Regions from separate parts of the Mus musculus genome. Here region 1 is linked to region 2. A link is a contact called in public HiChIP or PLAC-seq data. All regions are on one chromosome and are shown on one strand. Each heading gives the region's core, a stretch centred on a gene start, on an enhancer-like site or on the middle of the called end of the contact. The rest is flanking DNA. Distances are from core to core; before and after follow the strand shown. Region 1 holds the start of Klrb1b (killer cell lectin-like receptor subfamily B member 1B). Region 2 holds the start of Rad51ap1 (RAD51 associated protein 1).

What was found. HiChIP or PLAC-seq counts read pairs in DNA pulled down with a chosen protein or histone mark.
Region 1: a FOXA1 HiChIP or PLAC-seq map of pancreatic cancer cells shows a contact between it and region 2. The contact joins the promoter of Klrb1b here to the promoter of Rad51ap1 in region 2. A contact is called at or near these places in 1 of 484 Hi-C or Micro-C datasets (uterus) and 1 of 115 datasets of contacts at active chromatin or transcription factors (pancreatic cancer cells).

What each region holds. Positions count from the first base shown.
Region 1 is chr6:128,822,242-128,827,816 of GRCm38.p6, reverse strand. Klrb1b (killer cell lectin-like receptor subfamily B member 1B) reads left to right here and starts at 1,502. Exons shown (of 6, transcript NM_030599.4): 1 at 1,502-1,658. The coding sequence starts at 1,571.
Region 2 is chr6:126,936,011-126,941,064 of GRCm38.p6, reverse strand. Rad51ap1 (RAD51 associated protein 1) reads left to right here and starts at 1,478. Exons shown (of 9, transcript NM_009013.4): 1 at 1,478-1,571. The coding sequence starts at 1,555. It overlaps D6Wsu163e (DNA segment, Chr 6, Wayne State University 163, expressed), which reads right to left and starts at 1,099. Exons shown (of 14, transcript NM_138594.3): 1 at 1,039-1,099.

The DNA.
Region 1 (5,575 bases), core at 253-2,752, 1.9 Mb before region 2:
GGCTCAGTAGTCAAGAGCACCAGCTGTCCTTCCAGAGGGACAATTCCCACCTTACATGGCAACATGGCAGCTCACACCCACAGAACACCAATACACATACAATAATAAAGTAAACCTAAAAACCACCTTAAACGTCAATCCTCAAAGATTTATTTTTCATCTAATCTCAGCTTCAGACTTCTCTGTACTCTATTGATCTTTCTAATCTATCCTCTTATTCACTGACCCGAAGGCTGTTTGCTTAAGCATAATCCATGAGCCACCTCAAATATTTGGAATGTTATTCACACATTTCCCACTGAAGATACTCGTGATATCTAGGGAAGAGAGGAGGGTTAAGTATAGGAAGTGAATTATTAACAAACTTTCAGGTGATTCTTATATATACTAAAGCCTGAGGTCCTGATGTATTTGAAATTTATATATACACTAACATTTCAGCACTGGTTGAAATTAGTACTGTTGCCTGCTAGGTTTAGTAATCTGAGCAAAATAAATACATAGGATCTCTCAGGATGGACAAGTCTGGAGAATCCCATACACTTGTTGAAGTCTTAGGTTTCAATAGCATGAGTATTGAGTGAGGGGACTGTCATCAGTGACAGCTGAGGACATTTCACAGTGTCTTAAGTGATCTGTGAGATACTAACACAGGCTTACCCATACTTCATAGTCATTATGGTCATGGAAAAATGAGTGTGAGCCCCAAGTTGTCTGTACACATCCCCTGTCTCCTAGAACTCACAGCCAGCAGACTGCTGCCAGTACCCGATACTTGTTCAACTCCACTCTGACCACAGAAAGTGGCTTTAAGGAAATCCTTGATTTTCTTCTTCTTTTTCACTTGTGATATGACAATACCCGACATGGGGGCATTTGTGGTCCTTGCTCTAAGGCTCTAGGCCTACAAATCCTTCGATGAGTTAGCACATCCCATAGACCCAAGTCCTCCACTCCCTGAGCTCTGAATGATGGAGCCCTTAGCTCAGAACAGCACTGAGTGGGACCTGCTGCTTTTCCTGTTGTGTTGCCATGGGTTCTCACCACAGCAGCATCTCCACAATCCACAGCTCCCTTCACAGTATGCAAATTTCAGGAGGATGTTAGAGCTTCAACTCACGTCAGATAGTACCGTGGACATTTGTGTCCTAATCCACATTTTCATAACATAGAATAAAATGTCACACATCTTAATCCCTGGGGGCTGAGGGAAAGGTAAATTTGAACTCAGGATAAATATTTCACTCATTGGAGATCTGAGAGGATAACTCATAACGGATGGTTAGAGGAATAAGAACATAAGAAAGACCTTTCCAGAAATTTGTTAGAAACCAAACCGTACGTTCTGTATGTGGCACATTCTTGTCTAAAGAAAAAAAGAAAAGGAAGCCTGAGAGTAGGACAGACACCAGGTCAATAGCTATGGAGAAACCCTCAGCCACCAGTGTGGGCGGGTGTGGACACACACAGCACAGCATACCCAGCGGACTTCCTTTTTGGCTCATTTCACCTCACAGGACTCAAAGTTTGTCCCTGTTCACGAGGCCGGTGTCAAGTCCCTCCATCTACAATGGATTCAACAACACTGGTCTATGCAGATTTAAACCTAGCCAGGATCCAAGAACCTAAGCATGATTCACCTCCATCTCTTTCCCCAGGTAAGCAGCTTGCTTCTGGCATTTGAATTATCTTCCAGAGTTAAGATTATCCTCCAAAACTTATGGGTGTAAGTCATTGATTTAAAGGTGACAAGCAGGTATATGTTAGAGTTAAATAGTATAGCTATCCTGCCTGCAGAAAACCACAGTTCTACAAATGCCATAGAGTCCATTTTTACTCGTGTAGTCAGAAGGAAATCCGAACATTACTTCTCCTATTCTGCCTTTGCTAAGAATTCTAAGAAAGAATATTTTACTCCCATGAGCCAAGGGGTGGTTTAAGAGATACTTGCTGCATTCCATTGCTAATTCCAAATTCGTCTACAGAACATGGACACTACGATCCCGTTCTACCTTGGTGGCAACCCCAGCTCTCCCTTCACAGTGAAGTGTGTAGACGTCATTGTTAATGTCTTTGTCGCCTGAAAAGGAAGACATTCGTTGTGGGGAAAGTCATAGTAAAAATGAAAGGTCTGAATTAAATTAAAAGCCAGTAATTTTTATATATTAAAATTTATTCAATTTGTTAAAAAGCTGGTTCTTTCTCTCTTGCAAAGTATAACAGCTATAAGTGGAGGAACCACAAGTTACCTGAGCCAGTTGGGAATTAATCTTTCAATGCTGGCCAAAAGTAGCACTCTTGTCCACCAGAGGATTTAATGATTCTAGCAAAAGAAATGTGGAAGTCTACCAAGAGGTGAAGTATGTGACATAAGGATGGCTGAGATGTAAGAGAACAGAAACTCAGGTAGAGAGTGTATAAAATAATCATGAAAACAAAATTCTAGTCTGCTGTCTAACTGAACACAGGGCAGTTGTTTTCCAATATGATGTTCTCTATGTGTTGTAACATGTGGACTTCCAACTTTAGTGGTTCTTGTTAGAAACTATTAAATTGTCAAAGGTTTGAGTCAAGGAGAAAGTCTCAGAGTCACCAAATAAATTTCATTATAATGTTTACGTAAGGGTCAGTGGAGAGTGGAAGAGGGCCTGGTAGATAACTCCACGGGGAGTGATGGTGTCAGCTATTTTGTGTTGGGAAAAAGCAAGTCTTTGTTTTCCCATCATGCCTAACAAAAGTGGAGAAAAGACCTTGTTGAAAATGGTATAAGAAAACCAGCAAGATTCTGCTGAAAAGACCCTGATATAGCTGTCTCTTAGGAGGCTATGCTGGTGCCTGGCAAACACAGAAGTGGATGCTCACAGTCAGCTATTGCATGGAACACAGGGCCCCCAATGTAGGAGCTAGAGAAAGTACCCAAGGAGCTAAAGGGGTCTGCAATCCTATAGGTGGAACAACAATATGAACTAACCAGTCCCCCCAGAGCTCATGTCTCTAGCTGCATATGTATCAGAAGATGGCCTAGTCGGCCATCACTAGAAAGAGAGGCCCATTGGTCATGTAAACTTTATATGCCCCAGTACAGGGGAACACCAGGGCCAAGAAGTGGGAGTGGGTGGGTAGGGAAGTGGGGGTGGGTGGGTATGGGGGACTTTTGGGATAGCATTTGAAATGTAAAATAAGAAAATACCTAATAAAAAAAGAAGACTAATATAGAGAAAAATAATAATGCTTTCCTCAAATCCTACTGTCTATGATCCCAAATCAAGAAAACTAGAGGGCTGTCGAGATGTTTCAGCGGTAAAGGCTAGGCTCACAACCAAATTCATAAAAAGTGTCTAGGAAGTCTTTAAAACAGATAAAAAGAAGTAATCATTATCCTAAAGGTTACTAATCTGGAAATAAACCTGAAGAAAAGAAACAAATAACTAGAATAAAAATAATGTTTGAGCATAATATTTGAAGAGAAAATGCTGACGCACTGGCATAGTAACTGTGAAACCGCCAAGACCTGTTAGCTAAAGGACTCAAACTGTGGTAAGCTCGAAGCACCACGATTAGATCTGCCAGCAAAAAGGACCGGAAAGGGGGACGGGGGCAGTGACCTAGTTTCTTTGTGGTTAAATGACCAAAGGTCTGTTTTGATAGTACAATGGGTAAAATAGGTACGAACGCCCCTGGAGTTTGTTCATTCATTCAGAGATAACTAATTACTATAAGATAAATAATGCTCTGGACATTGGGGAAATAGCCATGAAGAAACAGGAAAACATCTTTCTCCCTGTGGATTTTATATTATTGTGAAGTTTAAAATCAGTGATATAAATACTTGCATCAACAACTTTGAGATGTTGAATGCCAACAAGAAAAGCATCTAGGTGGAACTTGAGAGTTTTGTCTTGAGAGACAGCATCATGTCAAACAGAGTCATCAAGGCAGGCCTTTTAGGGAGATGATGCTGGAGTCCAGCGCTCAAAGATGCTGGGGACCAAGGCTCAGTGTCTGAGAGATGAGTCTTCTAGGAAGCTGGACCTGCGAATGCAAAGGGAGAACATGCCTGTGGTGTTGCAGGGGAACACACATGCCTGGTATGTTTTAGAGATCAAGTCAGGAGGAACGGTGACAGGTGGGAAGGGACTTGGAGGGAATTCCATGGGTGCAGATGTTGAGGGGGAAGCCATTGGAATGCCTAGAACAGTGGAGATGACTTAGCATTGCATGAATATCAAAGAAGAGCTCCATGCAGGCTCTGCCACATAACCAGTGCTCACATAGCTCCTTCGGTATATAAGTTCAATAGTAAAACAAGATAGTACAGGGAACCCAACTCTGAGAAGTAGAGTTCTTTAAATTTTGTCATGGATGGGTTAAAAAAAAATTAAGTCACTCAAGTTACTTTTTACCTATAATTAAAACAAAACAAAAACCCTTGCTTTTTAGAAAAAATAAGAAAATGATATTTGTTAGCAGTTACTGAAGGCCAGATGCTATGCTCAGGAATTTAGAATTATTGCATACAGTCCTCTCTAGAACATTCTATAGCAGATATTGCCCACATCTTATAAATAAGAACATTCATGGGTTATAAAACTATTATGGGCCTTGGGGCTTTGGAGTCTCTTCTGGTGTCCTTCCAACCAGGACACAGAAGCACTGGTGACCCACTGGCCACACCCTCAAACCCAACACAGTGGCTGCTTCCATCCATGACTGTCCCATATCACCTCTCACTGTGATACAACAGTTCTCACTATCCACAAAAGATTGCTTCCAACCTGCACATATGCTGGTCTCTTACATATAATGTAGCACTTACAAGTAACCTGCTTGCATGTGACTGTGTGCTTCAGATAATCTGTAGATTACTTTCAGCCCATTTCAAAGCCATAGGAACAGCTGGCGTGGTGTTTTTGTTTAGAGAACAACGATGGAGAAAGGGTGTGTGTGTTCAACACAAATGCAGCTTTTCACATGTAATTATCTACAGTCTGTACTTTGTTGGGTCTACAATTATGGCTACAAGCATAAGTTAGACTGTCTTTTGTCTCTTCCAGGACATTTTTTTTCTCCCTTGCCAACCTTTCCTCTTATCCTTTCTCTAAAGGAATATTTTAAAAGGAACTAACTTGCTTCAGTGGATGTCATATCTCAATTCTGATCTAGAGACTAGAGACAACTGGTGTTTGTCTTCAACTGGATCAAGCAATTCAGTTGCTATGGATAATGTTAAAAAAAAAAACAATACAGAGAGAAAGTAGAGATGGGTATAAAGGCAATTCTTGAAATTACAATGCAAATAAAGTATAGCCCATCTGATTTTTATTAATAAGAGTTAACTCAAAACATATATTTATTATATTAAGAAATACTTAGAAAATTATATATATCATACATCAAATGGTGCTGTACAGAAGTAAGGACCTTAGCCAGGTATGTGGTTCATACCTATGATACCAGAACCTGAGAGATGGAGGCAGAAGTTCAAGGCCACTCTTAGCCACATGGAGAGCTAGAGGCCAACCTGGACAAAAAGAGAAGGAAGAGCAACTGAAAGTCAACTAGGAAAGCTTTTTTA
Region 2 (5,054 bases), core at 229-2,728:
AAACCCATAGCAGGGAAGATGATGGGCCCTGGGGGGGAACATAAATACTGTTGTTCAGTTAAATGGACACTGTCAAACCACCATGTCTATACCCACGACAAGTGCTACTCCCAGACTTAATCAGAGAATTGTCTCTTTCCAGTGAACTATAATGAATGTACAGACTCCAGGTGCCACAAGGTGAGAACATGTGATGGATGGGGACTCGGCCCTAAACAAGGCATTTATACCACCTCTGTGAAGGTTCAAGGAACACTGCAGAATAGGAAGTGGAAAAATAGAGGAACCAGATCATAGAGAGGAAGACAAAATGCCACCTTCTGACAAGACGCTGCCATTACAGCAGTAAACTCACTGCAGTGTCAGAGGTCTGCATAAGATTAGCCTCAGCAGCAGCAGAGGGAAGAGAGAAGACGACTCAGAATGACCCATGTGTCATTAAGGAACTGTTTTCTATGGGCAGATTCAGGAAAAGGGAAGTTATTTTTCAGTTGTGTGCCCACGGGTGCCCCCACCAGGCTCCAATGAGTAGTCGCAATTCAATAGTCTGGTCTAATTAAGATATAGGGTCACAAAAACAAACAAAACCAAACCAAAACAAAAAAAACCCAACGACATGAATCTAGAAAGGGGACTGGTGGAAATGCAGAGATTAGAGGGATGGGCAAGTTAGTAGGGACAGGTGCGACATAAGGTGAGACAGTAATTAGAATACATTGTAACATGAAACAGAACAAAACCAATAAAAACACACGTTTTCATGTTACTCTTTGTTCCTGTGGTCTGTTGCTCTCAGGATACAATTCATCGTAATCCAGTTTACGTCTCCGAATTCTCTGGGTGTGCCTACACCCTGTCAGAGCAACATGCAAAACGACAAGCCTAGTTGACCACAAACACTGAACTGGCAATGGCAAGCTGCACTCCAGCACTTTAGATGGCCCTTAGAAGACTCCTTCTGTTCTTTAAGTCTGTACCAGATACCGTCATTGGGTCCTCCACACTGAAGGGGCTTCTTCGCTGTGGGCTCGAACTCACCTCTCTCATCAGACACCAAAGCACACTTGGAGCTGTCAACGCAGAACTGCCCAAATAAGTCAGCTGACTTCTTGCTTTTTTTTTTTTAACCTCCAATAGATCCACTTTGGCAGATTCGGAACTCATGTTTCTCTTTCCTCAAGCGCCAAGGAAAACGCCTATCCAAGACCCCCTTTGTTCCAGTTATTTTTAAGTTAGTCATTCTAAATATTGGAGGCGTGTCGCTATTTTTATATTGTATTTTAGACTCGGTACCAAATCGCAATTGTGACGAAAGTGCAGTATCAAAACAAAAGCTAAGTCTGAGCAGACAGGATCCAGGATGGCGTGCCCGGGCCACGGTGTGTGTGCGCAGGCGCCCTCTCTTCAGCACGCAGGCGCCGCCTCAGGCAGGCGAGCGGTGATTGGCGGGCTGGCGCAGCGGGGCGTGGAGCGCGACGTCTGGTTTTCGGCGGGAATTGAAACCGCCACAGCTGCTCCCCAGCTCCAGAGCACTGCTGCTCTAGGCAGGGCACCATGGTGCGTCCTATCAGGTGAGTGGTTGGTGACGTCCCGCGGGGCAGAGAGGAAGGACGGGGACGATGGGGGCCACTGTCATGCATGGTTGCGGGAGAGGACGAGATCCGACAGAGGGCAGCGCGATTGGGTGGGTGCTCGTCGCCAGTCTCCGGTGAGAGCCACCCGCTGCTCAGAGGAGCCCGCCTGGCATCTCGCTTGCCGCCCCTCGGCCTCCTTCTGCAGCTGTCGCCCCTGAGTCACCCCACTCCAGAGGGACCTGGTAGGCTAGCATTTGAGTCGCGCTTAACGCGACAGCGAGCGACCGCGTTAAGTGGCTGTCATACGTTGAGCGATACAGAAAAAGCAGGTGTGCCTATTCCCTCAAATCCCTAGGCAGAGAGGCCCATTTAACTTCCAGCTCAAGCCGTGGTGCCCTGTCACATGACCCCCAGTTCCTATCTGCTTTCCTTTAGACTGTTGGAATCTCTCTGTGATCACAACCGGGATGCCAGGCTGGCCATCCATTTAGTAGAATGACTGAATATAGCTGAGACTATGGCCCAGTGGTCCAGTGATTGCCTAGCAGATGAGAGGCCCCCAGCTTCAAACCCCAGTCCTGCAAAACCAAACAACAATAAACTTAGTGAATTCTCCTAGGCCTGTATTGTACTAAGAGCTGGAGGCTACACTCTATTGGAAGAGGGGTGGGGAGAGATAAGGGGGAGTAACAAAATAAACACCACAATGTAACATAGGAGGAAGGAGAAAAGCCTTACTTTAAATCATATGAACGCGTTACCTAGGTAAAATGTAAGGGGCATTCACATGAAATAGGAGCCAAAGCCCAAGGTTCACCATGTTTGAGAAGCAGATTGAAGGTGTGGGATGAACAAGCATGTGGATGGATTGAGGACTGAGTCAGATAGATTACAAAGCAGTTGTAATCTATCTAAATCTATCTAAAGCAGCTTGTAGGTCTTAGGAGTTTGAATTTTATTTGAGACAAATGGGAAATCTGTAGTTTCAGTGGTGGAGGGCCTGAGATATTCTCATTTCACTTTTATAAAGGCCACCGGCTGTTGGTTGGCTCTGAGGGGGACTGGAGTGGCCAGAGCGAAAGCAGGGGGGAGGGGGGAATTGAGATGCTATCAGTTGTGTGTGACTTTGGCACTGTGTGTGTGTGTGTGTGTGTGGTGTGGAGATGGAGCAAGTAAGTTTAGGGTTTTTTTTGTTTTGTTTTAAGATTTATTTATATGAGTACACTGTAGCTGTTCCCAGATACACCAGAAGGGGGCATCAGATGGTTGTGAGCCACCATGTGGTTGCTGGGAATTGAACTCAGGACCTTTAGAAGAGTGGTCAGTGCTCTTAACCACTGAGCCATCTCTCCAGCTCAAGTTTAGGTACTTCTGACAAGTGGTTATAGAGGAGAGAAAACAAAGAATCAAGGTTGACTGTCTCTATGGACTGAGCTACGTCTCTGTATTGACTGAGATGGGCCCCTTTGAGATAATGAGGTTTAGAAGACAGGACTAGATTTCTCTTGCTTCCATGGTGAAATTGGAAGGGGACAGGCATGCAGATATTGAAGACATACTGCTGTTATTTGGGATAGTAGTAGTCACAGTGTTATCCACAGTCCCCTGAATCCTCAGAAGCCCCATGAGATCATGACTGTGGTCTGGTTTTTGTTGTTATTTTGTGTGGTGGGGGGGGGTTGTTTTGTAAATTATTGTGTGAATAAAAGGGGTGAGAATGGTGGTAGACATACATTGTCTTGATTCAGCAGATAACTGTGGGGTCCTTTCTCTTCTTTCCACCTTTCATGGATCCTAGGAGTCACAGGAGGTTGTCAGGGTTGCACAGCGGGTGACTTTGGCCACTGCATCTCACTAGCTCATTACTTGTGTTACAGTAAAGCCAAACCAGTTGTTGTCTTCACTCTTCTGTCATTTACACTGAATGGGGATTGGCACAAACTGAGGCTGTGGTGGTTGTAGTCCTTGCAGTTTCTATTGCCGCATACTCAAATATTTGTTAAAAACAGAAGCCCTTGTGGGCTGGCTCAATAGTTAAAAGAGTGCCTGGTGTTCTTCCAGAAGACTCAAGTTCCATTCCTAACCACGTCAGACAGTTTATAGCTCTTGCAGCTCCTTCCAGCTCCAGGGGGCCCCCAGTTTCCTCCCCTAGCCTTTGCAGATACTGTACTTGTGTGCACATACCCAAGTTTTTAAAGTTCTTTTTAAAAGTAATGGTTTCCTGCGTATCTCACCCTAGTGAGCCTCTAAAATACAATATGTAATTTGTGTTTAATGAATCGATAAGAGTCCATGTCTGTTACAACTCAACCTGAGATATACTTGTCTTTTTAGTAGGCTTTTGGCTTTGTTTACTAATTTTTCAATCCCACAACTTCTTAAGATGCTTTCATATTTTATGTAGCTGTCAAATTCTTAAACTCTGGCGAGTTGGAGAGTAACAAGAACACCTTCCCATTTAAACTGCTCTCTCAGGGAAACACAGGTCTGGACCATGATCTGGACAGTAGACAAGCCTCTTTCACAGAACTCCCATTTTTGCTTGAAAGAAAGGGCTTGTAAGCTTGGGGGCACATAATAGATGACAGAAGGGAAGGAGGGACAGCTTTACGTTGCTCTCCCAGAGGAAGGAGAGTAACCTTTGTACACTGAGCATCCTTTTCTTCTGCCCACTTAGTTCCTACAAAGATGTAGGGACAGACTATTATTGTAAAGTGTACATTCCATTAAGAAAGCATTATTTGGTATTGTAGAGGGATTTTTAAAGTTTTTTTGTTTGGTTTTGGTCTTAGGTGTCAGTGTCTGTTTGGGTATGTGCAATGTCTGAGGAAGCCTGAAGGTTTTTAATCCTCCTGGAGCTGGAGTTACAGGGGATTGTGGGCTGCCTGGCATGGGTGCTGGGAACCGGATTCAGGTCCTCTGAAAGAACAGTGCATACTCTTAACCAGTGAGTCATAGCTCTGCTCTGATAGAATTTTTGAAATATGGTTAAAACTTGACCCGGGCATGGTGGCGCACGCCTTTAATCCCAGCACTTGGGAGGCAGAGGCAGGCGGATTTCTGAGTTTGAGGCCAGCCTGGTCTACAAAGTGAGTTCAAGGACAGCCAGGGCTATACAGAGAAACCCTGCCTCGAAAAAAAAAAAAAAAAAAAAAAAAAAACTGAACAGGTACTTTCTAATGTAAGCAAAGAACAGCACACAGTTTATAAATACCCAGTCACCACTGAACAGAATACAAAGTTTAATTGCTAATATTTGTTTTCTTCTTGCTTTGGGGGTTTCCTGAATTAATTTCTCTTCCCATTATGTGTATTAGGTATGGGTTTGGCTTTTCAGTTAATGCCAAGTTCTTGGCTTTGGATTGAAGTACTTTAGAGAGACTCCAAACACATTTTCCTTTTTTCAAGATTATTAATAACTTTAAGGTGAAGGTAAAAAAATTACTATTTTCAGTAATGAAAAATTTCTGTCTTATTCAT